Regions from separate parts of the Mus musculus genome. Here regions 2, 3 and 4 are each linked to region 1. The links are chromatin contacts, called in public HiChIP or PLAC-seq maps. All regions are on one chromosome and are shown on one strand. Each heading gives the region's core, a stretch centred on a gene start, on an enhancer-like site or on the middle of the called end of the contact. The rest is flanking DNA. Distances are from core to core; before and after follow the strand shown.

Region 1 (2,549 bases), core at 26-2,525:
GGCAAAGAGATATTCTTTTTACTTTTCTGTATTTTTGAATTGTTTATAATCACCATAAGGCAAAAATTTAAAAAGTGAACATGAAAGATTCCTGGGAGACAGACTGCTTCTCATGGATCCTTGGAACCCGCAGCATGTGATAGGACTGGGTACATTATACAGAGGAAAGGAGAGCTGGATGGTGACTGGTCAGCTAGCAGAAGGTGGGTTTTCTGACTGCTAAAGCATCAAGGAGTCTGCCCTTTAAAGAACATTGCAGGGCTTGGGATTGTGTGTGAACTGGCTCTTTGGTCTGTCAGAGGGCTTCACTGAGCAGAGCCACTTCTGGAGCACCCTCACTTGTATTTCCTGCACAACTCAAGCCCCACTCAGGTGCTAAAGAGTGTTGATTTCACTATGTTCCCATCCCCTCTTTTAACAAACAAGGCTGCTTGATTAATGGAAGTCTTTGTGTTGATATCTCAGTCATATTGTATTTTCATAGCCTTAAGAGTGGAGGTCTCCCGCTGAAGGAGGATGCTTGCTGTCGCTCCTGTGCCTTAATACACACAGAAGAGCCAGGGCAAAGGAGGGAGAGAGAGGGAGGATCCCAATACCAGTTTCTGGTTATTCCTGAATATTACTTATAAATGGCTCTGCATTTTCTTTTGACTGGCTTCCCCACCCCCTACTTCTGAGATCTGAGTTGTGCTGCTGTGAGTTGCTCCCTCTGTGGGAAGATGAACTTCATAGCCAGGAGAAAACAAACAACAAAACAAACCTCCACAGCCCTCAGCTCTCTCCAAATTTCCAATTTCCTTCTCTTAGGAGGAAGAGGAAAAGAAGGAGAAGGAGGAGGAGGAGGAGGAGGAGGAGGAGGAGGAGGAGGAGGAGGAGAAGGAAAAGAAGGAAAAGAAGGAAAAGAAGGAGAAGAAGGAGAAGAAGGAGAAGAAGGAGAAGAAGGAGAAGAAGAAGAAGCAGAAGCAGCCATATGCTTTTTATTGCAAGGACTTTAGTAACTAAACTGGAGGGGGGGGTGTCCACAACTTTGAAAATCGAACCGAATCTAAAATTCTTTTTCCCCCTAATTATTAAAAACGTTCAAATTCCTGATTAAGGAACGCCGGAGGGCAGAATGATCTCCAAAGACGTGAATGAAGGAAAAGGGTGAAAAGAAATCCCAGCTCTGCCTGGAAGGTTCCCTGTGAAAGAGCCCGGCTCCCTTGGTAACTCCAGGCCGCGTTTTACAGGCAGCCGCATCTGCCTCCCCTGTCTCTTACCTCCTGGATGTTAGGAACTATTTGTGGTCGGCGTGGTGGAAGGACACAGTGAGGCTCTCACCTCCGCCCCCCGCCCGTCGCTCGCATCCCCAGTTCCATCAAAGCCAACCCGGGCCAGCGCAGGGATCTCCGAGTTGCGAGTGTGCTGAGGCTGGGACTGTCACTCATTCTCCGCTCAGCGCGTGAACGCAGCTCGGCAGTGGCTGGCAAGAAACAATTCTGCAAAAATAATCATACCCAGCCTGGCAATTGTCTGCTCCTCGGTCCATTGCTCCGCCGCCGTCCACAGTCGCTTGCAAGGGGAAGGCACTGAATTTACCGCGGCCAGAACATCCCTCCCAGCCGGCAGTTTACAATGCTGCGAACTAAGGATCTCATCTGGACTTTGTTTTTCCTGGGAACTGCAGGTACATTTTAATTTAATTTAATTAAAAAAAATCTACATCGGGTCTGTTAATTGTCCGCTTGCCCCTGTCTTCTCTCCCTATCCCCGAGAAGCCCGGTTCTTTTGGCTGGTTTTGTGTGTAAAGCAAAGACAGCATTTTCACTGAGCTGAGAAGGGAGCGCATCGTATCGTCCTTGCTTGGCCAGCCAAACCCGTGCCCTCCGGGACGGCGCTGGACGCGGCTGCCTCCCCGCTCAGTGGCGGCCGCGCACGCCCTTCCCACTTGTGTGCCCGCGGAGGTGGGACAGGGGTATGGGGACCGGGATGCTGCCGTGATGGGCAGCGCTGCTTTCCCCTTCCCCGAAGGCGGGTGGCGGATGCGTGGCTCGGGTGGTGTCGCCCCCCAGGCTCATCTTTCACCTAGAGGTGTTTGTCAAGCTTCGAGAAGAGTGAACAATAAGGCTGGGGCAGTTTTACCCCCACCGTTATGTCCCGGGCTGGGGTAAAGTGAGGCTTGCAGCCTTCGCTTACTCCCCCGTCTTCCCCGCCCCGAATAACGGTTTGCAAAATGGGGCAACCACCGGCAGCACCGCAGGGCCCTGTGGTCGTTCCTGCACCCCCGTGCAAATGACGTTAGTTTTTCATTTGCCAAATTGCTGGGTAGTTGCAAAACCTGCCCTCGGCCGGGAGCACGGAGGGATGGGAGGGTCCAGCGCCGCGTTTTGACAGGAGGAAGTGCAGAGGGGCGGAGGGTGAGGAGGGCGTGATCGGGGCTGCCTGGTTGTGTGTGTGTGCGCGCGCGTGTGCGCGCGTGTGCCTTTACACGCACCGAGAGCCTAGGGTTGCACGGTGCCAGCGAAGAATGGCAGGTAGCCAGCTGCCCAAGACACCTCTTCCTTTCTCTG
Region 2 (2,549 bases), core at 37-2,536, 240 kb before region 1:
AAAACTGTAACATGCTTCCCCTTGGTTTGTTCTCCCTCCCCCTCCCCATGCCCCTCCCCTCCCCTCCCCCTCCCCCTCTCCTCTCCCTCTCCCTTCCCCTCTCCCTCTCCCTTCCCCTCTCCCTCCCCCTCCCCTTCTCCCCTCCCCTTCTCTCTCTCCCTCTCTGTCTCTGCACACACCCCTCTTTCTCTTTCTCTTCCATCCTGATGCTTTTTAATCTGTTAAGATATGAGGTTCTTAAGGCAATCACAGACACTCATAAGAGCCCAGGCCATGCTATGAGGTCACTTGGCATAGGGGAATATGTTCAGTTCACTGGGTGTTGAATCACCATATAGAGCTCAATCAAGACATGTGTGGGTGACTGTAGAGACCCTAAAGTTCTTACAATAGGCGTTCTTAGTATCTGGATCAGAGGTGGTCAGACGGCACCTACCTCAAGTGCACTGTAGTATTGCTAGCCTAGGATGGGGTGGCTGCCTCTGTGCCTAGCCTTAATAAATTTCAAGGGCTATTCATCCAAACCTAACCTTCTTGTTCTTCCACCAGATGTCTGCCAGATCTGGAGGGTGATGGTGTTTACTGGGGGTGAGGGAGCTTAGGCAGGGCCTGGGTGCTACCAGGTGTTGGGGGGATGGTAGAGAAACCTTGGTCATGTTACAGGGTCCCTTCAGGCTTCAGTTATGAAACAGTTATTTAAAAACAAAACAAAACACCCTTAATTTTCAGAGAGTGGTAGCATATGCTTACAATCCCAGCCCTTGTCTGGTGAAAGGAAAAAGGTGAGGAGTTCAAGGCCAGCATGGGACACTGTATCAAAAATAAGTAAATAATAAAGATATACATAGATAAATTTCTAAGTTATTCAAGATATCAGTGGCCATACAGTAAGTCACAAGCACGATGCCTATGTGACCATATCGGTCATTTGTTCTGAAGATGGTCTCCTTTGAAAGCTATTTCAGAGGCCTAACTGCTGAGGAAGCACTTGGGAAACACACTCTCAACTCTGTCTGCCTCTCCAGCCTCACGTGTGTGTGTGTGTGTGTGTGTGTGTGTGTGTGTGTGTGTGTGTGTGTGTGTGTGAATTCTGCAAGCCATGCCAGTTGTTCAAAGAAGTAAGCTAGTCTCTCCTCCTCCCCCTCCCCTTCCTCCTCCTTCTTCCTTGTTCCCTCTCCTTCCTAATGCAGCACTCAAGTGGGCTAAGGGCCCGAGCGGCTCCAGTGCTGTCTTTATTAGGTTTCAGCTTCCTGTCACAACAGCCGAGCCCCACAGGAACAAGAGGAAATCGAAATCAATTTTCTCAGGCAGAGTCCAGACGCCAGCCTCATTGCTGAGGGCGGCAGTGTGTGCAGGTGTGACGTGGAGGCCCCTGAGCCCACTGTGGTGATGCTCCTGGACCCCGTGCAGTTAAAGCTCAGCAGACCTGTAGCACTGGCAGCATAGCAGAAGGCCTTCTGTGGGCATCGCGCCAGGAAAGCTGAGTGGCAACCTGTGCTCCTTCTCCGTTCACCCTCATAGTTCCGCCCTCCATGAGCCATTCTCTTAACTTCTATATCCAGGGGTACTGCCAAACTGTAAGCTCTAATCTAGGTGGATGTGGGGTACTACACAGTGTAATCTCTGCCTAGGAAAACACTCCCCTGCACACCAAATGGTCTCCTAGAAAGAGCCCCAGTGAGGGTCTTCAAGGGTCAGGAGAGTGTTGAACATCCAGATGTCCAAATGAATTGATATCAGAATCATCTATTTGGCCTTTCAGTTCCCAAGAAATTAGATTTAGTGTTCTGGCACAAAAGGAATCATGAGTAGCCCATTTTATTCTAACCCTGCAAGTATCTTTGTTCCAATGAACACTTTGCTAAGTGCCTATAAAATACTAACTCTATCTAAACCCCTCAGAGGTGTGGAGCTGAGTTCAACCTCTGAGAGCAGCAAATGAAGCTTCTGTGTACAAGCAAAAGAGAGAGGGTTTCCCCCTATGCCTAGAAAAGAAGCCATGAGGGAATTACATAGGGCAGTGGTCAGATCTTCAGAGTATTGTGGGACCTGATACAGATGGCCATGCAGAGCTGTGCCCTGCTTCCTGTGAGGTGTCTCTGTTGCACACACACACACACACACACACACACACACACACACACACACACACACACACACACACTGCACCACAGCCCTGCTTGAACATGAGTCATAAGCTAAGCAAGAGCAGAGACTGGGGATATGCACTGCAACCCTTTGGAAGCTGAACCAAAGGTAAACTCCACAGATTTGTCTCAATCAGGCTGGCCCATGTCAAACTCTAGGGCTCTACCACCCCTAGACTGCCTGCAGGACGCCTGAGGTCAGGTCTAGAGTGGCTACATAGGGCAGGGCTGGTGGGCTGAGATAAGGCATAATGCAGGGAAGGACAGCCAGTAGGAACCAGAATGGAGTGGAATATCACATAGAAGTACACGTTCCAGAGTTCAAATCCCATCGCTGCCATTTCCTGACTGTGGCTTGTGGCACGTTCCCTTCCCTGAGCCCACATTGTCTTCTCTGTAAAA
Region 3 (2,549 bases), core at 22-2,521, 200 kb after region 1:
TGGAAATGAATAAAGCTGTTTTACCATGAAAAGTAGGTATTTTGTCTTGGATCTTGGAGGTTTTTTTTTTCTCTCTCTCTTAGATGGAAATGTTCTAAGTGCTGCATTGTCTATTTCGTTTGCCTTTTACAAGTCTGACGTTATAAAAAGGCAATTTGTATCTGTATTTGCAAATTTGAGCATGACAGCTGTGTTTTGGAGGTTTAATCTGGAACTAACTGAACTGCAGATGATGTGGAGTCGTTTTCCCCGTGATGTTGTCAGGTTCCACTCATCAAAAATACTGCATGTGAAAGAAAATAGGGAAGACTGGAGAGATGGCCCAGTGGTTAAGCACTTGCCACTTTAGGGGAGGATTAGAACTCAGTTCCCAGTGCCCCCATGAAGGAGCCCACAACCACCTGTGACTCCTGCCCTAGAAGATCAGACTCCCAGTTCTCACATCCTCATATTCATAAATATGTGTGCACATGTGCACATACACACACACATACACATAGAGACACACAGAGACAGACAGAAATAAAATATAAAGCTTAAAAGTGTACCACATGTATATTTTTAAGCCTCTCTATCAGGAATTTTAGAATCTTAGGTAGTAACAGTGTTACAGTGACGTGACCCTGAGAAGCCACCCTTCCCTACCCACACATAACTGCTATAGAGGAACTGAGCCTTCTCTGCTCTTGCTGCAGTAACCATGTTTTTGATTAGTTGTTGGGGGTCGGCTCCTGAAACCAGAAAGCTTTTTGTCTCCCATGTCTGTCAAAATGTGGCTGATTTAATTTGAATGAAATTTTAATTAGAAAAATTCTGCCAAGACGAAGCCCTGATTTGAATATTTATAGATACGTCAAGGATCTCCACATACCTGGGGTCTAATTTGAATTGCTTCACTGGACTTCAGCCTTAATAGCTCAGGAAGAAGGAGCCTGTGTGATAGGGCGGATTGCCCATGCACAGTGGGCTGGAATGGGAAGCCAGCCGGGGAAGTGACTGCATGCTTGATCTCCACCGTTTTAAGAGCAGCCGTTTGTCCGCATACATTTTTCAAGCTTGTGAGCGTTTAGCTATGGGGGTGGGAAAATATATGACCAACATTAACACGGTACCTGGAACACACAGCTTATAGAAACAGCAGGGTATGTTACAAAAGCTGTGGGGGTGAGGGAGGCCACCTCCATCCAGGCTCATTCTCCTCTAGCTGCAGGCTTGTGTTCCCGGATTTAGTCTTCAGTGCCCCGTCTCAGGATAGGGAGGCGCTGACTTCACTGGCCCTGGGTGGACATTATTGAACCACCTGCCCTGGGTAGTGAGCTGCTACAGCCATGGTAGAGTTGCACAGTGAGAAGAGAGAGATCTTTCTCTTCCCTTTTGTTGTTTCTGAGTAATTACATGTCCATTCCCACTTACCCAAATTATTCTTTTGTGTTGGACATTTACAATCAGGATGTCTGCAGCCCTTACCGTTGTCACAATGGATTTAGTGTGAATGTGTGCACCCTGTGCAAAAATAATGTTTTTTTAACTAGACAATGCACTGTTATTAAGGTCAGCTTTTATCTGGGCGATTCAGAAGAATCCTGTATACAACCCTCTATGTATATAAATGCATCTTCCCCTCTGAAGATGTGCTGGCAATCTGGAGGCAATGAGGAGACTCTGGCTGGGATTCAACCTCCCTGCAGAGACCCTGTTAGACACACAGCCCCTTGGCACCTCCTGTCCAAGGGCTGATCCTTAGCACGTGCTGACAGTTCTCTCAGAGATAAGACTCTATTTCTCCCATCAAACGCCAGGAATTCTAAGCAGTCACAGTTTTGCTCAGTTCTGAGTGCAAGGGAGTTGAGCAGAAAGGTTTTTTTGCATGTTACAAAAGAAATTGGGGAGACTTTGATGAAAAAAAAATTGACTCTGCAGTAGTGATTTTTTACATGTATGATGTCAACAGATGCAGCCGTGGCTCCTGGAATGGGGGTTTCATGTGCGCAGGAGATGGTCACGTCATGACCTGTTTTCCAGCTTCTCCTGTGTGTGGTGGGGGCACAGGGTGTTCTCTATCTGCCTCCTTCAACCTCTGACTGCTGGAACAAATTTTAATATCTTTGAGCATCTGAAATGTGAACATTTTTATATAGAATGTGTTTTTTATATATTGTATGCATATATTATACATATTATAAATTATAATTTGCATGCAGCTTAGAGAAGCCAGCCACTGTTAAAATTTTCATGAAAACAAAGAAATGAGGGGATCTTGAAGAGAAAAGATACAGTAGGGAAAGGACTTTAGAGTGGGGGATCCCAGCCAGAAGCTGCTTCTGTGTGAGCTCCACCCACGCTGGGAGAACATTGCGTACTATGCTTGTATTTTCTTTTACTCCAAGCCTGCCAACAACTCTATCACCACCCTCGGGGAATATAAGAGGTTATGTATGTGTGAAGTTTACATGTTTGAGGGCCAAAAGGCTTCCTTTTTGCAATCCCTACAAAATAAAAGTCTCCCAAACTACCTTGGCAATAAAACTGCCGGGTGATGTCATACTTGG
Region 4 (2,549 bases), core at 24-2,523, 160 kb after region 1:
AAAATGGCCTAACAGGAGGCAAGGAGAGAATTTCCTCTGAGGAGACACGAGTGGATTAAGCACTGGTCATGGTTTCTTTCCCCTCAAGACCAGCAAATCAAAGAATATGAGTAAGATGCAGAAATGGCTTAAATAACATGAATATTTTATGTTCTCTGTGTTATCTAGAAACCCAGCTGTTTGTTGACCATTAGAAGAAGACAGTTATAGACCTAGTGGTGTGTTATTTTAAAATGGATACTCTGAGAATACATTTGTTGAAAGACATTTCTTGACTTGAATTCTCCTTTATATTTCTGGCCTTTCCAAAAAGAAGCAAATAAACATTATGTACAGACTGCGCGATTACTCACTCATCTGACATTTTGGTGGCATTAAGCAACAAATATTAATTTGAGACTTAACATTGTTATTGTTTCTAAGATGTGCAAAGTCTCCCAAAATATGAAGCCTGCATTCCGAAATGACTTTCTTCAAAGACTGATTGTTGGCAGACCACACTGTTGGAGGTTTCTATACCTTAAAAAGCTTTCAAAGAAACACTGCAATTTACAGAATTCATTACTGTGCACAACTAATTAGAACTTTGAAGGAAATCACAATGGGGAATTAGATATTCTCAAGAGCACTTCCTTAATCCACAGTGTAGTTTGGGATCAAGGTTGTTCTCCCATGAAAGGGACACTTGGATCGACTATGAGTATGTCCCCGAGCCCTGAAGCACATCCGATCAGTCCTGTTCAGAAATCCTTCTTGCTCTCTGTTCAGACAGAAAGAAAAGTAACAAAGACAAGGAAGAGACAAGATAGAAATACAAAGTAGATGTCTCCTTGCATAAAGAGAATGCTAAACATACACACACACAAACCCAGACATGTCTAATTAGTTTCCAATGCCAGCTTTACTGTAAAGAGATAAAAATAAATAAAAAAAATCTAAGATAAGAGAAGCAAGAACTGCGTGAGTCCCAGGCGTACGGGTGATTACAGCAGAGAGCTCCAAAGCCACCGCCGTTCAGCTCAGCTGCCTCTGTGCTACGCAAATGTGTTTATAGAAAGAATATAAAATGGACCATGGATCACTACCCCCACACACATTGATTAATTTCTCCACATGCTGGCAGCTTTCTACATAGCTGGGGTATCAGGCTTGGGAGACGAATGTGGAAAACAGCAGCAGGTGGGGACTTAGATTTGTCTGGCCCAGCTGCTGCTCTCCGAATCCCCTATTCTTTTTGGTTATCTCAGTCCAGCATCTGTGGTGGAGCAGGACTCATGGGCTTCTGTCATCATAGGCCCAGGAGGCACAGTGTCGCCTATGTCTCCAGCATCTCAGTGCCCTGGATGGACTAGCAAATGGCAAGAACGAGAGCCCTGTCGCTATTTGTAGAGACTGACAGAGTTTGTGTGTGTGTGTGTGTGTGTGTGTGTGTGTGTATTTGAGTGTGTGTGTGTGTTTTTGATTGTGTGAGTGTGTTTGAGTATGTATGTGTGAGTGTGTTTGAGTGTGTATGCATGTGAATGTGTTTGAGTGTGTGTGAGAGTGTGTTTGAGTGAGATTGTGTGTGTGTGTATGAGTGTGTGTTTGTGTTTGTGTGTGAGAGATTGTGTGTGTGAGAGATTGTATGTGCATGTGAGTGTGTTTTTGAGTGTGTGTTTGTGTGTGAGAGATTGTGTGAGTGTGTGTGAGAGAGATTGTGTGTGTGCATGTGTGAGTGTGTTTGATTGTGTGAGTGTGTGTGTGAGTGTGTATGTGTGTTTGAGTGTGTGAGTGTGTTTGAGTGTACATATCTGTGTGTATTTGAGTGTGTGTAGGTGTGAGTGTAAGTGTGTGTATGTCTATGTTTGTGTTTGAAGATGATTGTGTGAGTGTGTGTGAGTGTGTGTTTGATTGTGTGAGTGTGTATGTGTGTTTCAGTGTGTCAATGTGTTTAAGTGTACATGTCTGTGTATATTTGTGTGTATGTAGGTGTTAGTGTGAGTGTAAGTGTGTGTGTCTGTGTTTGAAGATGTTTGTGTGAGTGTGTATATATAAGTGTGTATGCTTGAGTGTATGTGCAAGTGTGTGTGTGTTTGTATGTGTGTGTGAGTATGAGTGTGTGTTGCAGTTTGAGCCTTTACTTTCTACAGATGCATGCTTTTCCACTGAGTATTTCATTGACTGGGCTTTTTTGTTTTTTTGTTTTGCTTTGTTTTGTTTAAATAATAACCCCTTGCTTTATTTAATTTTATAAATAGCACTGTTATATCTGCATGTGCTTTTTATTTTAATATTGGTGATGGTGTAGAGATTAAAAAATGACCTGCCTTCCTGACCTTTAGATTGAACATTGAAGAATGATGTATTCCCTACATCCTCTGGGACTTGCAGAATTTAATCATCCAGTGTTTTCAGAGGTGTTTTAATCATAGAATTTTAGTGTGACCTTCAGAAGTCTCCATTCTTCCAGTGCCCCACAGATAGCCACCCAGCCTATTTTGGTCATCAGCTGCTGAGAATCATGGAGATATCCAACAAATGGCAAGCACTTCTCTTTAATTGTACCTAGC

What was found. HiChIP or PLAC-seq counts read pairs in DNA pulled down with a chosen protein or histone mark.
Region 2: an H3K4me3 HiChIP or PLAC-seq map of embryonic limb bud shows a contact between it and region 1, with 3 times the contacts expected there. The contact joins the enhancer-like site here to the promoter of Ncam1 in region 1. A contact is called at or near these places in 4 of 39 promoter capture datasets (the 3T3-L1 cell line, 3T3-L1-derived adipocytes and hippocampal neurons), 2 of 484 Hi-C or Micro-C datasets (the N1E-115 cell line and nephron progenitors) and 9 of 115 datasets of contacts at active chromatin or transcription factors (the NIH/3T3 cell line, SST interneurons, craniofacial prominence and 6 more).
Region 3: an H3K4me3 HiChIP or PLAC-seq map of embryonic forebrain shows a contact between it and region 1, with 4 times the contacts expected there. The contact joins the enhancer-like site here to the promoter of Ncam1 in region 1. A contact is called at or near these places in 5 of 39 promoter capture datasets (the 3T3-L1 cell line, 3T3-L1-derived adipocytes and hippocampal neurons), 8 of 484 Hi-C or Micro-C datasets (the 3T3-L1 cell line, 3T3-L1-derived adipocytes, adipose-derived mesenchymal stem cells and 5 more), 12 of 115 datasets of contacts at active chromatin or transcription factors (the NIH/3T3 cell line, VIP interneurons, embryonic basal ganglia and 9 more) and 1 of 9 other capture datasets (pancreatic islet).
Region 4: an H3K4me3 HiChIP or PLAC-seq map of forebrain shows a contact between it and region 1, with 2.2 times the contacts expected there. The contact joins the enhancer-like site here to the promoter of Ncam1 in region 1. A contact is called at or near these places in 7 of 39 promoter capture datasets (the 3T3-L1 cell line, 3T3-L1-derived adipocytes, epiblast stem cells and 2 more), 17 of 484 Hi-C or Micro-C datasets (3T3-L1-derived adipocytes, the C2C12 cell line, cerebellar granule neurons and 11 more) and 16 of 115 datasets of contacts at active chromatin or transcription factors (VIP interneurons, astrocytes, craniofacial prominence and 12 more).

What each region holds. Positions count from the first base shown.
Region 1 is chr9:49,797,795-49,800,343 of GRCm38.p6, reverse strand. It overlaps Ncam1 (neural cell adhesion molecule 1), which reads left to right and starts at 1,275. Exons shown (of 19, transcript NM_001113204.1): 1 at 1,275-1,666. The coding sequence starts at 1,615.
Region 2 is chr9:50,037,203-50,039,751 of GRCm38.p6, reverse strand. No RefSeq gene overlaps it. Among named protein-coding and RNA genes, the nearest start is that of 2310003N18Rik, 190 kb to the left of the region's middle. Within about 2 kb of position 1,286, at least 10 of the 459 cell types and tissues checked have an H3K27ac peak or open chromatin away from gene starts, as enhancers often do. A contact at or near this core is called in the N1E-115 cell line and embryonic limb bud, where this site is marked.
Region 3 is chr9:49,594,268-49,596,816 of GRCm38.p6, reverse strand. The region is part of intron 1 of Ncam1 (neural cell adhesion molecule 1); the gene reads left to right. Among named protein-coding and RNA genes, the nearest start is that of Gm11149, 77 kb to the right of the region's middle. Within about 2 kb of position 1,271, at least 38 of the 459 cell types and tissues checked have an H3K27ac peak or open chromatin away from gene starts, as enhancers often do. A contact at or near this core is called in cortical neurons, embryonic forebrain, embryonic limb bud and 1 more, where this site is marked.
Region 4 is chr9:49,634,570-49,637,118 of GRCm38.p6, reverse strand. All of the region lies in intron 1 of Ncam1 (neural cell adhesion molecule 1), which reads left to right. Among named protein-coding and RNA genes, the nearest start is that of Gm11149, 120 kb to the right of the region's middle. Within about 2 kb of position 1,273, at least 8 of the 459 cell types and tissues checked have an H3K27ac peak or open chromatin away from gene starts, as enhancers often do. A contact at or near this core is called in VIP interneurons and forebrain, where this site is marked.